Regions from separate parts of the Zea mays genome. Here all the other regions are linked to region 2. The links are chromatin contacts, called in public Hi-C maps. All regions are on one chromosome and are shown on one strand. The core of a region is the stretch at or near the end of the contact, and the rest is flanking DNA. Distances in the headings are between cores, read along the strand shown. Region 1 holds the start of LOC103626713 (protein RRC1). Region 2 holds the start of LOC100383018. Region 3 holds the start of LOC100276544. Region 4 has its middle 120 kb from the start of LOC100276544.

Evidence for each region. Hi-C and Micro-C count contacts between places; a contact is called where the count stands out from the background.
Region 1: a Hi-C map of leaf shows a contact between it and region 2, with 3 times the contacts expected there. The contact joins the promoter of LOC103626713 here to the promoter of LOC100383018 in region 2. A contact is called at or near these places in 2 of 25 Hi-C or Micro-C datasets (ear and leaf).
Region 3: a contact with region 2 is called in a Hi-C map of ear, with 4 times the contacts expected there. The contact joins the promoter of LOC100276544 here to the promoter of LOC100383018 in region 2. A contact is called at or near these places in 3 of 25 Hi-C or Micro-C datasets (bundle sheath, ear and tassel).
Region 4: a Hi-C map of leaf shows a contact between it and region 2, with 3 times the contacts expected there. The contact joins the enhancer-like site here to the promoter of LOC100383018 in region 2. A contact is called at or near these places in 4 of 25 Hi-C or Micro-C datasets (ear, endosperm, leaf and 1 more).

The regions. Positions count from the first base shown.
Region 1 is chr5:93,678,250-93,683,057 of Zm-B73-REFERENCE-NAM-5.0, forward strand. LOC103626713 (protein RRC1) reads left to right here and starts at 2,815. Exons shown (of 18, transcript XM_008647101.4): 1 at 2,815-3,121; 2 at 3,359-3,418; 3 at 3,516-3,648; 4 at 3,801-3,846. The coding sequence starts at 3,359.
Region 2 is chr5:93,361,018-93,365,607 of Zm-B73-REFERENCE-NAM-5.0, forward strand. It overlaps LOC100383018, which reads right to left and starts at 2,782. Exons shown (of 5, transcript NM_001361940.1): 1 at 1,218-2,782; 2 at 1-672. The coding sequence starts at 2,188.
Region 3 is chr5:92,941,088-92,945,728 of Zm-B73-REFERENCE-NAM-5.0, forward strand. It overlaps LOC100276544, which reads left to right and starts at 2,555. Exons shown (of 4, transcript NM_001150307.1): 1 at 2,555-2,879; 2 at 2,985-3,074. The coding sequence starts at 2,635.
Region 4 is chr5:93,063,963-93,068,734 of Zm-B73-REFERENCE-NAM-5.0, forward strand. No RefSeq gene overlaps it. Among protein-coding and RNA genes, the nearest start is that of LOC100276544, 120 kb to the left of the region's middle. Within about 2 kb of position 3,184, at least 19 of the 20 cell types and tissues checked have an H3K27ac peak or open chromatin away from gene starts, as enhancers often do. A contact at or near this core is called in ear, leaf and tassel, where this site is marked.

The sequences.
Region 1 (4,808 bases), core at 1,565-4,064, 320 kb after region 2:
GGCAAGTCCAATGATCTGGTTTATGTAAGGATACCGGGATAACTAGTATGAACTAGTTTGGTTGTTTGTGAATGTATCCAATTTCAAAAAAAAATGTCTGTGACCTGTGAATGGTCTGTTTGTGACCTGTTATCCTGTGTGGTCGCATCATGTCTTTGACCTGTGAACATGTGTATTTGAACATGTCTGTGACCTATGAACATGAGCAGAAACACATAATACCAGCTTGCTTCGTTTTTTTCTGTCTATGACAGACAACACGACCATTAGTGGGAAGAAAGAAAAAAAGAAATCTGCTTCGTTTTTTCTTTCTCCGATTAGTCTAAGCTAAGCACTGCCCTGGGTAAGGGTAAGCGATACATGACTTACACATTAAAACATACATTTTCCATCAGCGTACAAATAGCACAGGAATTTTCAATAACAAGCCTCATTGTTCCAACTTACACATTAAACCATACATGTTCCATCAGCATACACACTTCCAATACAACACTACAATTTCAAAGCCTTTTGCCCTTCCTTGGAGTGAGTTTATTAGCAATTGCCCTCTTCATATGTCTTGGTGGAGTGACATGACTTGTTCCTTCCTGATGTGTCACAGTTATTTCCTGTGTAGGATCTGAAGCATCCTCCACATAGATTTGGTTCCTACACATATGGACATGGTGGTATAATTGTCCACAGGCTGGAAATGACACAAATAGTGCATAGCTGTTACTACATACCTAGTATTGTCTTTCTGGAGTGGTAGGATTTGCAAAATGATCCATCCCCATTAGTTGTCTTTTTGGACTACTACCACTAGGTTCGTCGGTAAGTAAACCAAGCACCCTTCCTATCTTAGCACGACTCTTCCTACAAATTCAAAAATACATCTTCAAATCGAGTATCATACGGAACAAAAAATATGTGATAAAATAGGTTATAATGAGCGCCAAGGCATGTGGGCATGGTTTTCCGGAGACTTGCCACTCCCTACAAGAACATGTGTGATTTATAATATTTGGGACATGCCTAATAATTTTGTGTGAATCTGTTATCTCTGTCACCTCTGCCTCTTCCCTACCCCCTTCTTTTACCTTCAAGTGACCCAATTGCCTAGACAAAACGTTAAGTTGACTTACGATAATAGGCAGCATGACAAGCATGACATGGCCTTCAAAAGTTTCACCAATTCTTCTTCTTCTTCTTCTTGCATAGAGCTCCATGAACTTTGTCCTCAATGAATCTGCTAGGTCCGTAATTGAAGATCTTTTAGGTCCTTGACCCAATTGTTCCAAACCTCAGCAAGATTGTTTGTAATAAAATCACATAATCTCTTCACAAAATTTTCTTCTAGACCAAAGCAAATGGTGATGCTTTTCCAACCATGGTTTGACCTTGTCACTAGCTTCGAATACCTTGTTAATCAAATATTCATGGTACTGTGGTTGGGATGTGCACTACTACTTTCTGTAGGAGCATTACTAAATACCACTTCAGTGACACCAGAGTTAGAACCGAACTGTGTTCTTTTATCCTCAACATCAACAAACAAATGCAACTTCTTATCTTTTTTTGTCACAAAAAGCAAGGAACAAGTCAGAATCTTCTACCAACTTCTCTTCCCCAGCAGTGCCCATGTTATAAACAGAAACAACTGCTTCCTGGCCACTTCCCCAATTCACCACTGCAGCTAGATCCTTCTGTAGAACTGACATACTATACGAGCGAGAATCTACAACCCATTCACTGTATTTGCGCGACATATCAAGAATACTACCATCATCCAACTTAGTAGTAAACTGACTGAACTGAACACATAATGTAAATGCCGCTTCCGAATCAATCCTACCCAACAAGACAAAAAAATTAAGCATCAGTTCAGGTCCACTGATGCTTTGCCCTATCCTAACAACATTTACAGTTCATGAACCAATATGTGAGAATGTATAGGATGAGGGTCTTACCCTAAAGGGGAACAACTGAGATCCATAGATAGCCTCACCAAACGATCGTCAAACCAATAGGAGCATAACAGTACATCGTCGCCTGCACAGTCAAACCTTGAGAAATTTCAGTATTTGGGATGAGGGATTTCTGCGAGGATTCAATAAATCACCAAACCAAGAAGATGAGGGATTTACTCACACTGTTCGACACACAAATGAAGGAAAGGGAGGGAGGACGTCGTCTGCGAGGACAACGAACGACAACCGGCGGCGGACAGATCTCTCCGCTATCCGGTCTTCTGCGACAGAGTTCACAAATGACCTGTTGACTACGACAGACTTGTGCAGACCGAGAACACCAAGTTGACTGCAATGAACTCTGCTGCCAATTTGCATACGTGGGCTACTTGGTCACCGACGGAAAGGAGATCGTCGAGACGGCGGTGCTGTACAGTTCTCACTAGAGAGAGGAGGCGTCAGGCTTCAAGGAAGCGACGACAGTGATGTATACTGAAGAGAGCATGGTCAAAACCGTCCCAAATTTTTGAATGTGAACCCTAAACGAGTGACTGGTGCTTAAACAGAAGTAATCGTCGAAGAAACACACGAATCAAAAATTTGATGAGAAGAAGTGTCAAATTCTAAAAGACAAGCGAATAAGTCCTTATATTGACATATTGGCCCTGTTTGGCACAGCTGCTGCTTGTTGAAAAAGCAGCTTATCTGATAAGCTGGTGAAAAACAGCTTCTGCTTGTTGGCTGCTTTTAGTGTATTCTGAGAAGCAGCTGAACTGATAAGCTGCTGCAGAAGCTATCTGTTTGGTAGAACTTCTGCTTAAATTTGTGAAGAAGCTGAAAATAAGCTGTGCCAAACAGGGCCATTGACAGGCACACGAATTGAGTCCCAAAATCTGAAATTTCTCGCCAGGAGCCATCCAAACGGGCCCTTTGTCCGGCTAGTTTGAAACCCAATTGCTCGGTTGCTCCCGTTGTCCTCTCCGCGGGGTGCGGCCTGGCTTTTCCCTTCTCGGCTTCTGCCGTTCGCGTGCGGCCGTGCGTCCTCTCTTTCTTTCTCGGCGCCTCTGTTTCTGGCGGCCGCGACTGGCCCAGCGCCACCGCCGACCTAGCCAGGTGACCAGGTCTTCGTCAGGACCATAGCCAGCGAAGAACACCCAAGTACCCAACAGGTATGCCCACTGCACTGCACCTCTTCCCCTCCTGTGCGAAACCGAGCACTCAAACCCTAATCCCTAGTGCAAGCTATTTGTATTCGGATCTGATTCACTTGAACTATATTCATGTGTTGTGCTTATTTACTTTGGTTTGTTTGCAAAAAATATCGGGTGTATATGTGTACAGCCATGTCCTATACTGGCTCCGCCCCTGATTTTGATGCACTGTGATGATTGTGTGATAATGCCCAGATGAGTTCGAAGAAGGTTCCGTACCACAAGCATAGGGAGGCTGAGGAGGCGAGGAAGAAGGTCAGGGGTTCAAGTCCCTTCTAACCTTTTCATGTGACACTTATTTTTCCCTTGTACTGGGTGTTCATATTTTGTTTGACTGCTTTGGTGTGCGAAGAGGGAGGAAGATGAAGCAGCACGTGTATATGCGGAATTTGTTGAGTCCTTCAAAGGTGATAGTTCATCTGGGGCTAAGTTTATCCGAGGTGGTGTGATTGACCCCAATGCAAAGCTGAAGACTGACTCGGAAGGTTAGTGGAAGGGGTTTCATTTTTGCATACTTTCTCATAGTTGCCTTCCCACTCTGTAGTTTCAATATCTTCCAAGATGGATATATGCATTGTTTCTTTTATCGCTCCAATTGATCAAGAGATCGGCCTTTTTATTCATTCGGCAATGGCAGGTGGAAAATCCAAAGATGGGGGGTCTGTTCCAAAGAAGGGCAGTAGGTAAACGGCAAAAATACTTGATTTCTAGAAGATGGTATCTTGTGGTACCACTGTTACATCTTTAGATGGTCATGCAACTAATATAACCAGAATTCAGGGACAAGACCTAGTTTTGATTGCCTTATGCTATATACTCGGCACATCTCTCTTCATTACAGTAATACTTCTTGAGATGTCTGCTAATTGAACTTTGAAGCTGTAACCAAATGCTGAATGCACTTTAAAACAGTGATAAGGGTAATCTGAAGAAGAAAATTGTTTGCCAGTCTTATGAATAGTCATGCCATCTTGTTTCATGCCTAGTGTTTTATTTGCACTTATCCTGTAGTTTCAACCTGATGGAATAATTCATTGTTGCTACATCAGCTTGTGATGGTATTACATTAGCTCATGTTTTGCCTTTGTTTGATTCCATATTTGTTTATTTATGGTGTTAGCACTTCTATGGAGGTCAAAATGTTTCATCATTAGGTGACCTTACATTAGTGTTTTTGACCGTCTAATAAAAATGCAGTAGGGTTTCGGATAGGCATGCTGGGTATCTACCTTATAGAACTGTGGATTATTATGATGGATGTATACTAGTCATATAATTCAGTGATTTATCTGAACTTGGGTACCACGTTTAATCTGCATTTCTGTGTTTCCGGTGGTTATTTTCTATTAATGTACAAATGTCCTTTTAAGATGTGTTTGGTTCAGGGGATGGTGACTGGGGAAGGGGCTATCCCATTTTGAGGGGTTTGATTGCATCCTGCCCACTCCACCATCACACACACACAAAATCTGGGATAGGCTAATCCTGCCAAAACTGGGCAGACTATGCCATCCTCTCACTCCTTGATCTCTTGAGTCTTGACATCATGGGTCATGCCTTCTAATCCCTCCACATCACTCACCGACAGAAAACTATGATCATCTCATCCCTCATACCATACCATACAACTAACTGGAATAATCTT
Region 2 (4,590 bases), core at 1,532-4,031:
ATCTGTGATCTCTCAGATTTCAGAAAAGACCCCAGTATAGACTGGGGAGCAAGCTTTTCCACATCATCAACATCAATGGGAAGAAGATCACAATCAAAAGGAGCGACTTTTACATCACACTGGCTTGGAGAATCAAAGAGCCCCATGGAACACATGACACCATCTGGAATGTACCTGCTCCATGTCCTATGGAAATCCTCTCGTCTTGTTTTCTCGTTTTGACACTCGATTGCCAACTTTTCGGCATGTTTTCCAGCAAATCCAGTATACAGCTTAAAATATGATTTCCTCCTGGCTACCTCGGCAACACAAGCTCTATATGCATAACCCAAGCCACTGACTATTTTCAGATTATCAAAATCTTCTTGATGACCCATCACCTCTTGGAACGCAATGAGCTCACTCATCATGCCTTTGATGCTAATCTGAGAAGATTTTACTCTTTGCATGCAAACATGGACCAAAGTATTCATTTCATTCTTCTTGTCCTTGCATTTCTCAAGCAATTTTGTTAGACTGTGATCAAAATTCTGTATGCTGGGCAAGTTATCATTTTCATGTATTTCATAGATACGGCCAACGGCTGAGACTGCATCATGAGGACGGAGAGAAGCAGATAGCTGGCAACTTGAGCAGTCATCGACAAGCTTCTTTGAGGTGTCCACATCTTTACTGCAAGCAAAAGAGTTTTCAGCATATAAGTTATAACACTATGATATGATGCAACATAGCCGTGGGGAATCGAAGAATTTGTTGCTTCACATTTCAGTTACAAATGAGTAAGATAGAAAGAGGCAACTCCCTTGGTAAGCTTATTTGTACAGCAGAAGCAGAAAATCATAAAAATGGCACTGCTAAGTTTCAAGCCAACCTGCTATCTCCACGATAATAGACTAGTCATACAACCAAACTAAACCATTTTCCTTTTTCTAAAAAAAATGGTAGTCCCTCTATTCCAAAATATAATTCTTTCTAGCTCTCTTTGTTTCCGTCCACATTCAAATGAATGATAATGAATGTAGACATACATACAAACCAGATTAATACATTTATTGATGAATGTATGTTTAGTCTAAAACGAACACTATTTTAGAAAGAGGGAGTATAATAAAGTCATTTAGATTAATCAGGCCAAATCTGTCACAGTAGAAATAGATAGTTCCCAGTGGCTTTCAGATAACAGCAACATAATTAGGCATACAAATGCTAAGTCTAACCTTAGAGCCTGCATGATGATCTTCTGGTCACCAATGACTCCCTGATGCTCCTTTATAAGCTTCTCAACATCCTTGCACCCACCTGAGTTCATGGCATTGAATAAGCCTTCCACCCTCTTCTTCAGCTCCAAGAAGTTTGCCTTCAGCTGTGACACCTTGACCTCAAACTTCTTATGTGAGCTCAAGCATCCGTCAGCCAGTTTCCTCAGGTCATTCTCCTTGAGAAGGTCCATCAAGCAATGCCTCCCCTCGCTTTGCAGCGCTGGGTGCAGCCTAACAGCACGCAGCTTCTGCACATCTCTCTCGAAATTGGCCAGCATCTCAACATGTGAACGGTGCTGCTGCGTGAAGCACCGCAGGAATTCTGAGTACCGCTGTGAGAGCTTCCGGAACGTGTGCTCTAGGTTGCTCCGTGCTGTGTCCAGCGCTCGCTCCTGCACCTGCCCCTCCCGCAGAAGCCGCCTGCACAGCTCAAATTTTGCCAAGCTAGATTGGTACACCGCATTGGCGACCTGGAAGTGGTATCTGAATCTTGTTTCATAAGATACCAGAGCCTTCAGAGCCGGGTCTGCAGATGCGCCCACAGGTGATGAGTCCTGCGGCCGGGGCGGTGGTGGTGGAATATTTGGCTCAGGGATGTAGATGGACTCCGGCGCCGGGGGGCGGGAGTCCGCAAGGAGGCGGGCCTTGTTGTAGAGGAAGACCTCACGGTCGTCACGCGGAAGCTTGTAGTAGGCTAGCGCGTTGGCGCCGTCGAGGGAGGTGTTGCCGCAGAGGAGGAGCTGGTCGCTGGGCGGTATGACACAGAGGTGGTGGATGGAGTGCTGGATGGCCTCGACAAGCGTGTCGCCGCCGCACTGGAACTCCAAGGTGTGGCCGTTCTCCGCCACGTGCACCATCAACTTCTGCCCCAGCGGCACCGCCGCCGCCTCCTCCGCACCACCGCCTGTCACCGCCGACCCGGAACTCATCTTCCTCGCGATTCGACTACAGCCCACAATTCCACTCCAAAACCGAATCTTCTTCTTCTTTTTCTTCACACAGTACAGATTAATCTACAGTTCTACCGTACCACCAAACACGAAACACCGAACTCTTTAACCTCTCCGACGGGATAGCCTCCGCCCGTCGAAAAAGAGCACGAGCCAACGTCCGCCGAGGCCTTATCTCCCCCACGCCTCCGATCAGACGCACCAAATCCTCAACTGCCCCAACAAGAACGGCCTGGAATTCCGGCGAGGGACGGGGACTTCGTTGGACCGACGTCTACTGGACCAATTTACCCCGCTTCACCAAGCCCGCACGGATTTGTCGGGCGAGAAGTTTGGGATTTGTTGATTAACAGATGGAACCGACCTCCGAGAGGCGGGAAGCAATCCACCGATCACGAATGGGTTTGATTCGGTCTCCGAAGGGACTAGGCTGAATAAGAAACCGGGATGGATGGGATTTTTCTACTGCTCCGTGTGAGAGGGGAGATTGACGACGAGCAGTATCATTAACATGGGTGGAGAGACGAAGAGATGAGGGGGCTGAATAGAAAAGTGGACCAAACTACCGTCTGGCGGCCGGACTCCGCAGCCCGGAGGGCGTAGGGGAAGGTGTAGTGTATGTATAAATAAAAAAATTGCAGATTTTTTGCGGGGAGATCCTTGAAGACTCATGAATTGACGTGCGCGTGAATTATTGGAGAAGGGCTGAGTGGCGGTGTAGGGGATGTACCCAGCTATACAACCATGGCTTTGTTCATTGTTCATCCGGAGGCTTTTTGGTCGGCAGGAGATAGCAGCCTAGCATGCAGGTAGTTGCGTGAAACACGGACTATTTTGGAGTATATATATTATACGTAATATATAATACGATAAATGATTGTATCCTATTATTCATTCTGATTCCTCATTCTGATGGGTAATTAAACGTATATAGCTACTAGTCGGTTGTCCGGTCGTTGCGACGGCTTATAACAATACTCACGTAAACTATCCATCAAAAAAATTTCAAGATTTTTTTATTGATTGTCTCCGCTCTCTGTATAATATATTTTTTTATTTGGCTAACTGATGTTATTGTTTACTCCATGCAAATATGTCTTGGTACAACACGGCCAATTAAGTGAGCGGTTAGAATAGAGTTCACAACGATTGACTGAATGAACAGAGATTATAAAATGACATAATTCCATCACACAGAGACCAAATAAGAGAAAGTTTGTGAGATCAAGTTTATAAAATAAGTTTCATGAAGTCAAACTTATAAAAAAGATAGATCAAAATATGGAGTGATTGCTAAAGTCAGGCATCAATAAAAATTGGATGCGCTTCATATAAATTACGCTACTTCGTAGCAATTACTAACGTTTAAAACCAACAAATAACCTTTTATTTTGTTGTTAGTGTGACAAATCATTGCTGCTTCATCCAATTCATCAACCTCAAACATCATATAGTCTATTGCGCCAATGTTGTCTCAGAAACGATCTAATGCTTGCAAGAGCAAAGAACGTCGTGTCGTGCTTGGGTTGTAGCCTCGGCCTGTAGTGCTGGCCCGGCCCGACACGATTATTTTTTATTTTACAAAAAAACATATATACCTATATACAATTTATATTCAATATTAAAAACATTTTAATGTGATGTTCTACTGGTTAGACAGTTTCTCCCAGTGTCTCCCGACCTTCTTCCATCAGGGCATGGGTTCAAACCCCACCTTCTGCACCGTTTTTAACATTTTATGCTGATTTAATTGAATGGATCGACGGGCTAACAGGCTGGCCCGACACAGTTAGCAGACCGGCATGATGTGCCTGTGCCATAGTTGTGGCCCGCGTGCATCTAGCCCGTGTCGGGCGTCGTTACGCTGATTTAATTAAATGGATCGACGGGCTAACGGGCTGGCCCGACACAGTTAGCAGGCCGGCATGACGTGTCTGTGCCATAGTTGTGGCCCGCGTGAATCTAGCTCATGTCGGACGTCGTTTGGCATCTATAGACGTGCAGCGGATTAATTTAAAATAGTTGTGAGGGGTTATTTGTAAAAAAATGACGCACGACGACCGTTGAAACTGGTGCTTTAAGTATAGTATAGATATAGACTAGTCAGTTATCCGTGCATTCCGACGGCTCACAACAATACCCACGTAAATTATCCACCAAAAAGATTTCAAGATTTTTTATTGGTTGTCTCTACTCTTCACATAATATTTTTTATGAACGCACGGTACCATAGTGTCAGCTACAAGGGAAATGGTATACGCGAGGGAGCAGAAAGACGTCCGAATGGCGGTGAAAATCAGAAACAGTTGAAGAAAGAAGTGTTGGGCCGCCATGTGCCTAGGCCCAGTGGGCGATATCCATCGAACATATGGTCCGTGTAA
Region 3 (4,641 bases), core at 1,305-3,804, 420 kb before region 2:
AGAGAAATCTTTGAGTGAGATTGAGAGCTACAGTTTTTGTGCTTCATCTCCAAATCCCTCTTGCTCTTTTTCATTCGAGCTCTGGTACTACATCGAGTTCTTTGTGGATTCATTACTCTTGGAGCTTCTAGCTCCTAGACGACTAGTTGTCTCTTGTGAGTCTCCAAATCTTGTGGAATACCACAAGAAAGTTTGTATTACCCGCTCGTTTGAGCAAAGATTAGTGTGTGGGCTTGACCTTTGTGGTCGGTGAACGGAGGATTAGGGTTGAAAGAGACTTGGATCTTTGTGGGCGCCTCAACGAGGAAGTAGCGCACCTTTTATGGTGTGACCGAACCTTGGGATAAATCTTGTGTCTCTTGTGTTCTTGTTCATTGTGTTTGTTCGTGTTCATCGTTCTCTCACCATTCCGTGGAAGAATTGTTCATATCTTTTTGGTGTGTGGATTTTGAGAAGTGCCCTTTTTAGATCTACTACTTTGAACCCTGTGGATCATCTAGGACATCTCATTTACAAAGTGAATTGGGTGAATTTCGAGATCAATTCAGTTTTATATCTCATTCTTTAGTTGAGCTCGTGCAAACTAGTTGAGCCGGTTTTGACACTGGTTGAACTAGTTTTACCCAGTTCGTTTCTAGTTTTTGTTGAAAAAGTTTTCTCTTGCCTATTCACCCCCCTCTAGGCAACTTTCGAAAAGCTAGAACAAGTAGAACGAGGAAAGTTCTTGCACTTGATGCTAATCTTGGCTGCAAAGTTTATTTAAGAGCAATATCACAAGTGAAGATAATAACAAGAACTTAGAGAGAGAAGAAAATAAATTACAAAAAGTAAATAACACGAGACTAGAGATGGCAATGGGTACCTGAAACCCGAATACCCGATGGGTTTTACCTAATATGAAGGCGGGTACGAGATGATTTCTCCACCCGCGGGTATGTTAATGGGTAAAAACCTCTACCCGTTGGGTAGACGGGTACGGGTTGGTACTACCCATACCCATCTACCCATGGGTAAAATATACCTGCATTAATACCACTATAACCATCTAATAGAGCCCATCTTAGCTAAAATAAAACCCTTCTCTAGCTATCATTTGTCTAGATACCAAGATATGTGATCATATGATTTGTTATATGTGAAGTTGAAGTTTTTTTTGTATGTTTATTTAATATTTTGAGTGATTGGTATATTGGAATTTAAGACTTTCCTAGCGGGTACGGGTTACTCGACGGGTAAAAATACCCGTGCGGGTACGGGTAATATTTTATACCCGCGAGTATATATGGGTAACCCGACGGGTAGAATTTTTTTTGATGGGTACATGTATGAAATGGTACTACCCGACGGGTATGTACCCATTGCCATCCCTAAACGAGACATAATAGTTTGTTTCCCGAGGCTCGGTTCCGAAGAACCTACATCCTCGTTGAGGAGCCTCACAGGACTTGGTCTCTCTTGACCTTCTCAAGTGATCCAACAATCATGGATCAGCTTGAGTCCTCAGTTCCTTTTTGTTGGTCTTTCCTCACACAAGGTACTCCACAGAGATTGGAGACCCTTGCTAGCCATACCTAATGAATGCGAGTTAGAACTCCAATGGAAGCAAGAAGGGGGGGGAGAAACACACATAAAAGCACAACCACAATACCAAAAAAAATCAAGAACACAAACGTAAAACAATAGCAGAGCTCTCTCTCGCGAATATGGGCGCTTGGATCACTTTGATGTGCTTCTCTATTGCTTAGGAATGAAAACACTAGCTTGGATGAGTTGGTGCCCTTAGGGGGCTGGTTTGTGGGTCTATTTATTGCCTCAAACTTCCAAAGAGCCATTGAGAGAAACTACCGAGATCTGCTCTGTGGGCACACCAGACCGGATCCTATATCCCAATCTTTGGGATCCTAACTGGCGCCTTCCATCTGAGGTGACATCGGACCCTGTGCCACATCAGCTAGCCATTGTGCCGCCTATTGGATCCTAAGATAGCCGTTGCACCTTGACAGTCTAGAGCAAACCGGACTGGGCGGTGTGCCCGAGACTTCAGGCGTCTTCTGCAGCCCTCTCTAGAAAACTGGTCTAGTGCACCACGGGACTAGTCCGGTGCGCCAGGCTACCAAAGCCTTTTTACAGGGTGAAAGGAACACAACAACTTAGGGGGTTGAATTAGGACTTCTAAAAACTTCGCTAATCTAAGCCACAAATAATTCACTAAAACAAAACATATGCAAAATAAGTAAAACTAGAATATGCAAACTAGGTTTTATCCAAATGTTGTTATATCTATCACAAAAGAAGTTTTTCGACCTAAGTTTCAATCATATATATATATACTAAGCTAAAAATAGAGAGATTAAAACTTAAGTACTTAAAAGCAAAGGCAACGCCTTGTCTCTCTTTTGTCTTCCCTTCTCTAGTGTCCAGAGAAACGCAGAGGCAAAGCGTGCGCGACAGAGGAAATCCATGTGCCCGGCTCGGCCCTGCCACGGTCAGTAGCCCCACGCCCGCGCACCCCTCCAGTCCTCACCAAGATTTGCCACCAATAACCCCCGTCGTCGACTCGTCCTCTTCCCTCGCCGCGAGCTCCGGGTTCCCCTGCGCATAGCTAGGCCAAGCCAGGTATACCCCAACCATCGCATGGGAGCCGCGACTGCCCCGACGAAGCGGAGACGCGGCCCCAGCAAGACGCAGGAGGAGGCCATGGCGCGCGCGAGCCCGGAGGCGCGGCGGCGGCCGCGGCCGCGCCTGGTGGGCTATGAGGAGCTGCCGGAGTACCTCAAGGACAACGAGTACATCCGCGGGCACTACCGCGCCGAGTGGCCCGTCCGCGACGCGCTCCTCAGCGCCTTCGCCTGGCACAACGAGACGCTCAACGTCTGGACGTGCGTGCCCCCCTTCCCCGTCCGTCTCCCCCCTGCCCTGTCCGTCCGTCCGAATGGTGGCTGATCCGTTCCTTCTTGGTTTTCTTTTGGTCCTTGTCCACGCAGGCATCTGGGAGGGTTCCTGTTCTTCCTAGCGCTCGCGGTCGCCGGAGGACGGAAGGAGGCCGCCGACGGTGCCGCTCCGGGTATCATGAGGTACATGCACGTGCATCGGCGTGCCGTCGTTTCTGCACTTCCTGATGCCTCATGCCTGTTTGTCTATCTCAATCCAATGTATGCGTAATTTTCACTCCAATCCACTTTAGATACATGCACATCCAAATAAAGTCTAAAAATGAACGTCTACTCTTTCCTCATGCTCTGTTCCTGCGTGTTTATCGGGCGCTAGCAAAGAACCTTGAAAGGGTCTACCATGTGAGATATTTGCTGTGGCGCTCCCTCGTTTTTCTTGCATTTGCAAGTCGCCGAACCTTACACAAAAGTCCTTCGGTCTCGACAAATCTGCTCACACGTACTAGCTGGCAAATGACGTTGCGGATGCTTCTTGTGGCGTCACTAGAGCTATAGTGGCGAGCCACATACAAACAAAATATGTGCATAGGTAACTCTTGAGCTGGAATAGGTGCAACATTGACTGTTACTACTTACTACTCCCTATGTCCCAAAATATAATTTATTTTAGACTAAACATATATTCATTAATTAACCTATAAATGTGGTTTATATGTATGTCTACATTCATATATTCCATTTATTCGAATATGGATGAAAAAAGAGGCCTAGAAGGAACTATATTTTTGGGACGGAGGGAGGTATGTTTTTCCATTGTCAAAATATGACGTGCAAGATATTTTTGTTTCTTTGCAAACCAAATAGCTGTTTAAAATTTAGTGTAGTCCATGTTAGGATTTATGGGCTTGGCCCAATTAAGTTATTCAAATAAATCCCAGGAAAATCTCAAAAGCCCATATAAGTGGATGGCAAAGGGATAGGTGGAACCAATAGCACCATATTGCTAGCTCTTGTGGAGTAGAGCTAACTTAAATATGGAAGCCACACTCACTCACCAAGTCATGGATGAGAGGAGAGAGTGTGGAGAGCCACACGCGCGCGCTCGCTCGCCTCGCCTCGCCTGGCCGGGCGGGGCGGGGCGGGGCGGAGGGCGCGGGCGCACGACATGCGCGTGAATGGTCCGCCGAAATCCGGCCCCTCGCCTTGCGGGGGCGCGGCTATCTTTTGCCGTTTGATTTTTTGGTTTCTTGGCTGTTACGCTTATCCTAACCGATCGCTACAAAATCTCAACTGATTGCGAGATTTTCGTGGGTGGATAAGCACGGGGGTCGCGGACTCGGCCCTATAAAAGGAGCCCGGCAGCCAGCCTCCAATTCATCCCCAGATCCCAGTTCGCTTTCGCCTCTCTTCATAGCTGAGCCGCCTTTTAGTTCCCTTCGTCCCGACCGCAGAGGTGCATCTGCGATCAGGAGAGCAGGTCTCCGGAACCCTTCGTCTTCTAGATCCTGCACCAGGAGAGGGCGAATAAGGTTTTTGGGAAGCGTCTTCACGCGACTGCTCGTGATCTTCCGACATCGTCGACCCAGCTGATCCTAGCGCGCGCCAACAATCAGTAAGTCTAATCAGTACGCATCATCTGATTTGGCTTTTATTTCAGTTCTTCTGATTTGGTCATGATTTATATTCGGAATTTAATTTGGAATTTGTCTAATTATTCAACAATCCAAAAACCTTATTGTAGACAATTTCC
Region 4 (4,772 bases), core at 1,934-4,433, 300 kb before region 2:
GCGATCACGACGAAGGTGAAGACGATCACGAAGCTATGTGCAGAAAAGCTTCGGCATAACGGCAGAAAAGGGGAACCGACTTAAAGATGAAAAGCCAAATTAGACCTTGAAGAATTACTATAGAGTTATTGTTAAATGTAATGGGTATTAATGTAATTTTGCATGGGCTGCGACCCGTGCCTATAAATAGGTGAACAGTATTCCCGTACTGTTCACGCTGACCTGGCATTTGCTTTTGCATCACACCTGTATTCACATTCCTTCAAGCCGAAGGTATATTTATAATTTACCATTATTTACATGAGGAATATAAGTAGAAAATAAATTAATAATAATATTTATAGAGATTATGTTATTTCCTATATTCTGTGTTTAAATACTCTTTATCTTTTGTTATGTTCATGAAGGTTTATCCTTCATGACCTTCGTCCGAAATCCATTATACCCGAAGGGAAATAATGATTCAAAGGACGAAGGGTTTTGATATTTAACATCTTGTGTTGCCTTGTTCTTGATTCATAGCATTTGAGAACGAGTCTCCAACACTTTCTTACCTTAATAGGTTCATCTTATCTTGAAAAGATTTCATCTTGTCATAATAGATCTGACTAATCTCAAAAGATTCTATCTTATTCTTAGAGACTCATCTTGTCCTAATAAGCATACTTATCCCCACCTTCCTTATCTCATGATAGCGTAACAAACATGATCTATTCTAAAATAAATTAAGTAGAAATAAATTAAGTAGATCTTATCTAGTCTAACCTGATTACACCAATTTAATTCTGATCCCATCTAATCTGATCAGATCTAATCTAATGGATAAACAGGTTAGATAATACTAGTAAAATAAGATTGGATCCTAACTCTTATAAATATGTTTTAATCTAAATTGGAGTCTTAGTCCAACTTGGCCATACGCAACTACTTTAACCACCCGATAGTTGCATAACCCCTCTGTTTTAACATAACGGAGATTCTGATCTACCTACACCATCAAATCCATCTTATCTCCAAAGATTCTAACATATCCTAGTAATATATATCCTACCCTGGTAGATCTATCTAACCTAAACTAGTCTAATCTAGTTATATCCAATCTAACCTAGACCCTACCTAATCTGATATGATCTAATCTAAAGGGAGTTACTTAAACAAGTTATTTAATACTGGTAACATAGATTAGACCATATTCATATAAATGGGTTTTAAATCTAAATTGGTGTCTTAGACCAACTCATCCGTGAAACAACGACCTAGCCTATGTTCTAGGTTGCCTAGCCCATTTATCTCAAAAGCAAAGTAAATCTCTGTTTAACCTACCCCATATACCGCAATTGTTATCCCAACTCAGATAATGGCATTTAACACCACGACCGATGGTCCCTAAATCAAGAAGAAGGTTAACCCCGATAATGAAGGATATGAGTAGAAACAGATCTTCAGATGAATCAAGATCCACCACCCATAATAACAATCTCCCTTTTCTAACTTTCTTCTGCCCCCAAATCTTCTCTATACTCACCTAATAGTTAAAACCTGATGTACCCTTGTTTTCTATGCCACACCTGTTAATGGCATGAAAATTTTAGGTGTATAAAAAAATACTAATTGGAAGTTCTACTTAGAAAAAAGATATACTAGAATTTCATAAAGATAAAGTCAGTTGGATATGCTCAACTAAATGGTATTCTTAAATAGTGTTATAGAATCTAATGTGGTCCACTTAAACAGATTAGTGATATTGGTAGAAGAGATTATAACCTAATAGCCAGGTGTAGACCAACTCAACCATGAGCAGAAGAGCTAACCATAGAGTCATAATGGATTGTATAATCTGTCTATCCTCACCTAACATCAAACAAACTTTTAACCTATATCATGTAGACTATCTCATCTTGACAAAATTCTATCCTACCTTTGGATATTCACCTTATACGACTGGTTACCCCAATCTGGACATAAAACAAAGATTAAGCCCTGCTAAAGAATCTTCAGATCATAACCAGCTACTAGCCTATTCATTCTGCTTACCAAATACTTTTCATTGCAAAACTATCCTACCACATGCTTCTAACTCTCATGCTCAAAACCAGGAAGGGAAGATTATCAGGCAACAACAAACAAAAATGAATCCTCCACCGGTTGGAATCGATAAAGTGGTTGCCGCCCAAATGATGGTACTACAACAAATGGTAGAAGTGGTTAACGAAATGCAAAATCAGATAAGACAAGAACGTGAGGAAATACGTCAGGACTGGCTGGAGATACGACAAGCAATAAGACAAGCACGATTGGAAAGACAACAACAACAATGCCCACTACCTCTACCACCACCACCAGCTCCACCAAGCTACATATATATATATATATATTACTATTTTAGTTAAACGTTACTTTAGTTAGTGGTTGGTATGATATTGTTTTAGGAGGAATAATAAGGTCTAATTGACCCCATGTGTTGCTAATAAATTATGCATCATGCTGAGATTTTTGTTTCTGCATATGTTCTGAGGCAACATGGTTATACACCCTTTTCTACAAATCTCGAGGACGAGATTTCTTTTAAGGGGGGTAGGATTTGTAAGACCTGAAATTGGTAGGAAAAAATAAAATAAATAAATAAATACATATATTATAAAATTATAGAATAAGGAAATAAGAGTATATACAATAGGGTTGTGAGAATTTTGAAGACCTTTGAAAATCTATTAGGACTCTCTGTCCTCATCTTCAAACAGTAATAGTAAATTAACTAAGGGACCAATAAATAGTTAAGAAAGGTTGATCTGTTGTTGATTTTGTGGTGATGCATTTTATTGAAAACATGTAATTAGATCTCTAATTTTAAATGAAAACATAAAATAGTAAAATGAGAAAAGGGATTTATCATGAAACCATTTATTCCTCCCATTAATAAATAAAAAAATAATATTAAACAATAGAGTATATATTCACATTTGGTTTATATTTGATAAATGGGAATCTGAAATTCAAACATAAAGTTGAATCATATTTGATTTTGAAAATTTGAAAGAAATCAAAATAGGAAAGAAAAAGATAGGGACAGACCTGCGTTTGGGCCGACTCACCTTCCTCGTGGCCCACTCTCCCCTTTTCCATGTGCTCTCTCGGCCCACTGTCTCCCGCACCCGCTCACTGGCGTCGTGGACCCGCGCGTCAGCCACCTAGTTCTCGTTCCCCCAAGAACTTGGTCACCGGCTGGTGGGGCCCAATCGTCGGTTCCCTTCTCCCCATCCCAGTCGCGAGCTCGTAACAAAAATGTTGACTTCCGTGCGGCATTTGTGGAGGATCGTGCTTGCTATCGCAACCTCCCTGGCTCGCGCCCACCTGGCTACAAAAGGGAATCGAAGGCGCGACCCTCGTCCTCCATTATAGGTACTCCACCTTCCAAAAGATGGCGTCGATGGGATTCTCCGCTAGTGCGCAGAGAGAGGGGTGGCAGAAGCCGTCGAGTGGGCATCGCACCTGCGCCACCACTCCGGGACTCACCAAGTAGTCGGGGTTTGTCGCCAAGTCACCCCGCATCGGTCCATGGCTCTTTCTGGCGAGGATTGCATCCGAGATGGGAGGAATTCCTCACGGGAATTGGATTTTGCCGTCGTGGCTCATATCCTTCCGGGGACAGTGTCCGCGCTGATAAACTCTGGTAAGCCCCTTTTCCCTCTTCACTTTCCCCCTAGATGCGCTTGGGCCGTATTAGGTTGGGATTCATACACGGGGTCACCGGAGATTTCCTTGTCGAACCCGTGTTGCCGTCGTGTTCTGCTTGGACACCGCGTTGCCTGCATCCGGTGGGGAACATAGGTTTCTAGCCGTTGGATCGTGATCTGGCTGTGGTGAATGAATCCGGATGCCGGGTGGGGTAGAAGTAACATAGGATGTTGGATCCATATCGATCGGATGCGAATGGATCTAGCCCAATAAAATCTGGGACGTAGGTTTTCGATCCGGTGGTCTGTATTGCATACCACTTCGGGCCATGGTATATCTAATCTAGACCGTCCATATCCGATCGCGCGACCATGACAGATCGGTACCCTTTCGCCGTGGCAAGTTTGCAAAAGAGTCCCCATCCTTTATGGAAAATAGCCCGCCATCCCTCGCTGGTTGAAAACTATTACGGTTAGATCCTCGGAATTTACAAAATAGCCCCTGATATCTCATGTATTAGCGTGCACAGTTCAGTTATTGTATTAAATAGATCTGAAAATGAATATAGATATAAAAATAAATACAGAAACTTGTATAATTCATATTTAATTCATTATAACTCCTTTTTCATCCATTTCAGTTGCAATAAATTCATGAAAATATTATTTATCATCTAGTAACCTTATTTTAGTATGAAACATATGGTTAAATATATGCGCTTGATTTGTTTTGTGTCTACCACTTAAAACTTCGGAAAATCATAACTAATTCATTTTAACTCCGATTCGATCCATTCAAATTGTGTTAGCATTGTATAAATATTTACTACGTAGTAAAAACGTTAATTATACCATGTCGCATACTGTCGGAGAGGGAATTCTCCAGCCGGGTGGCGGAGTGCACCCGTCCTTAATCCTAAGATGAGGAAGGGGCTTAAGTGTTTTGCCTGTCCTGCTAAACGATCACTGAGCACAAGAACACGCGAGAGTTTAGAGTGGTTCGAGCCGCCGGAGCGTAATACCCTACTCCACTGTGTGTTGGATTGCTGTGGAATCTTGAGAGCTGAGAGTCTAAGTTGGGCCTGAGAGATCCTCCTG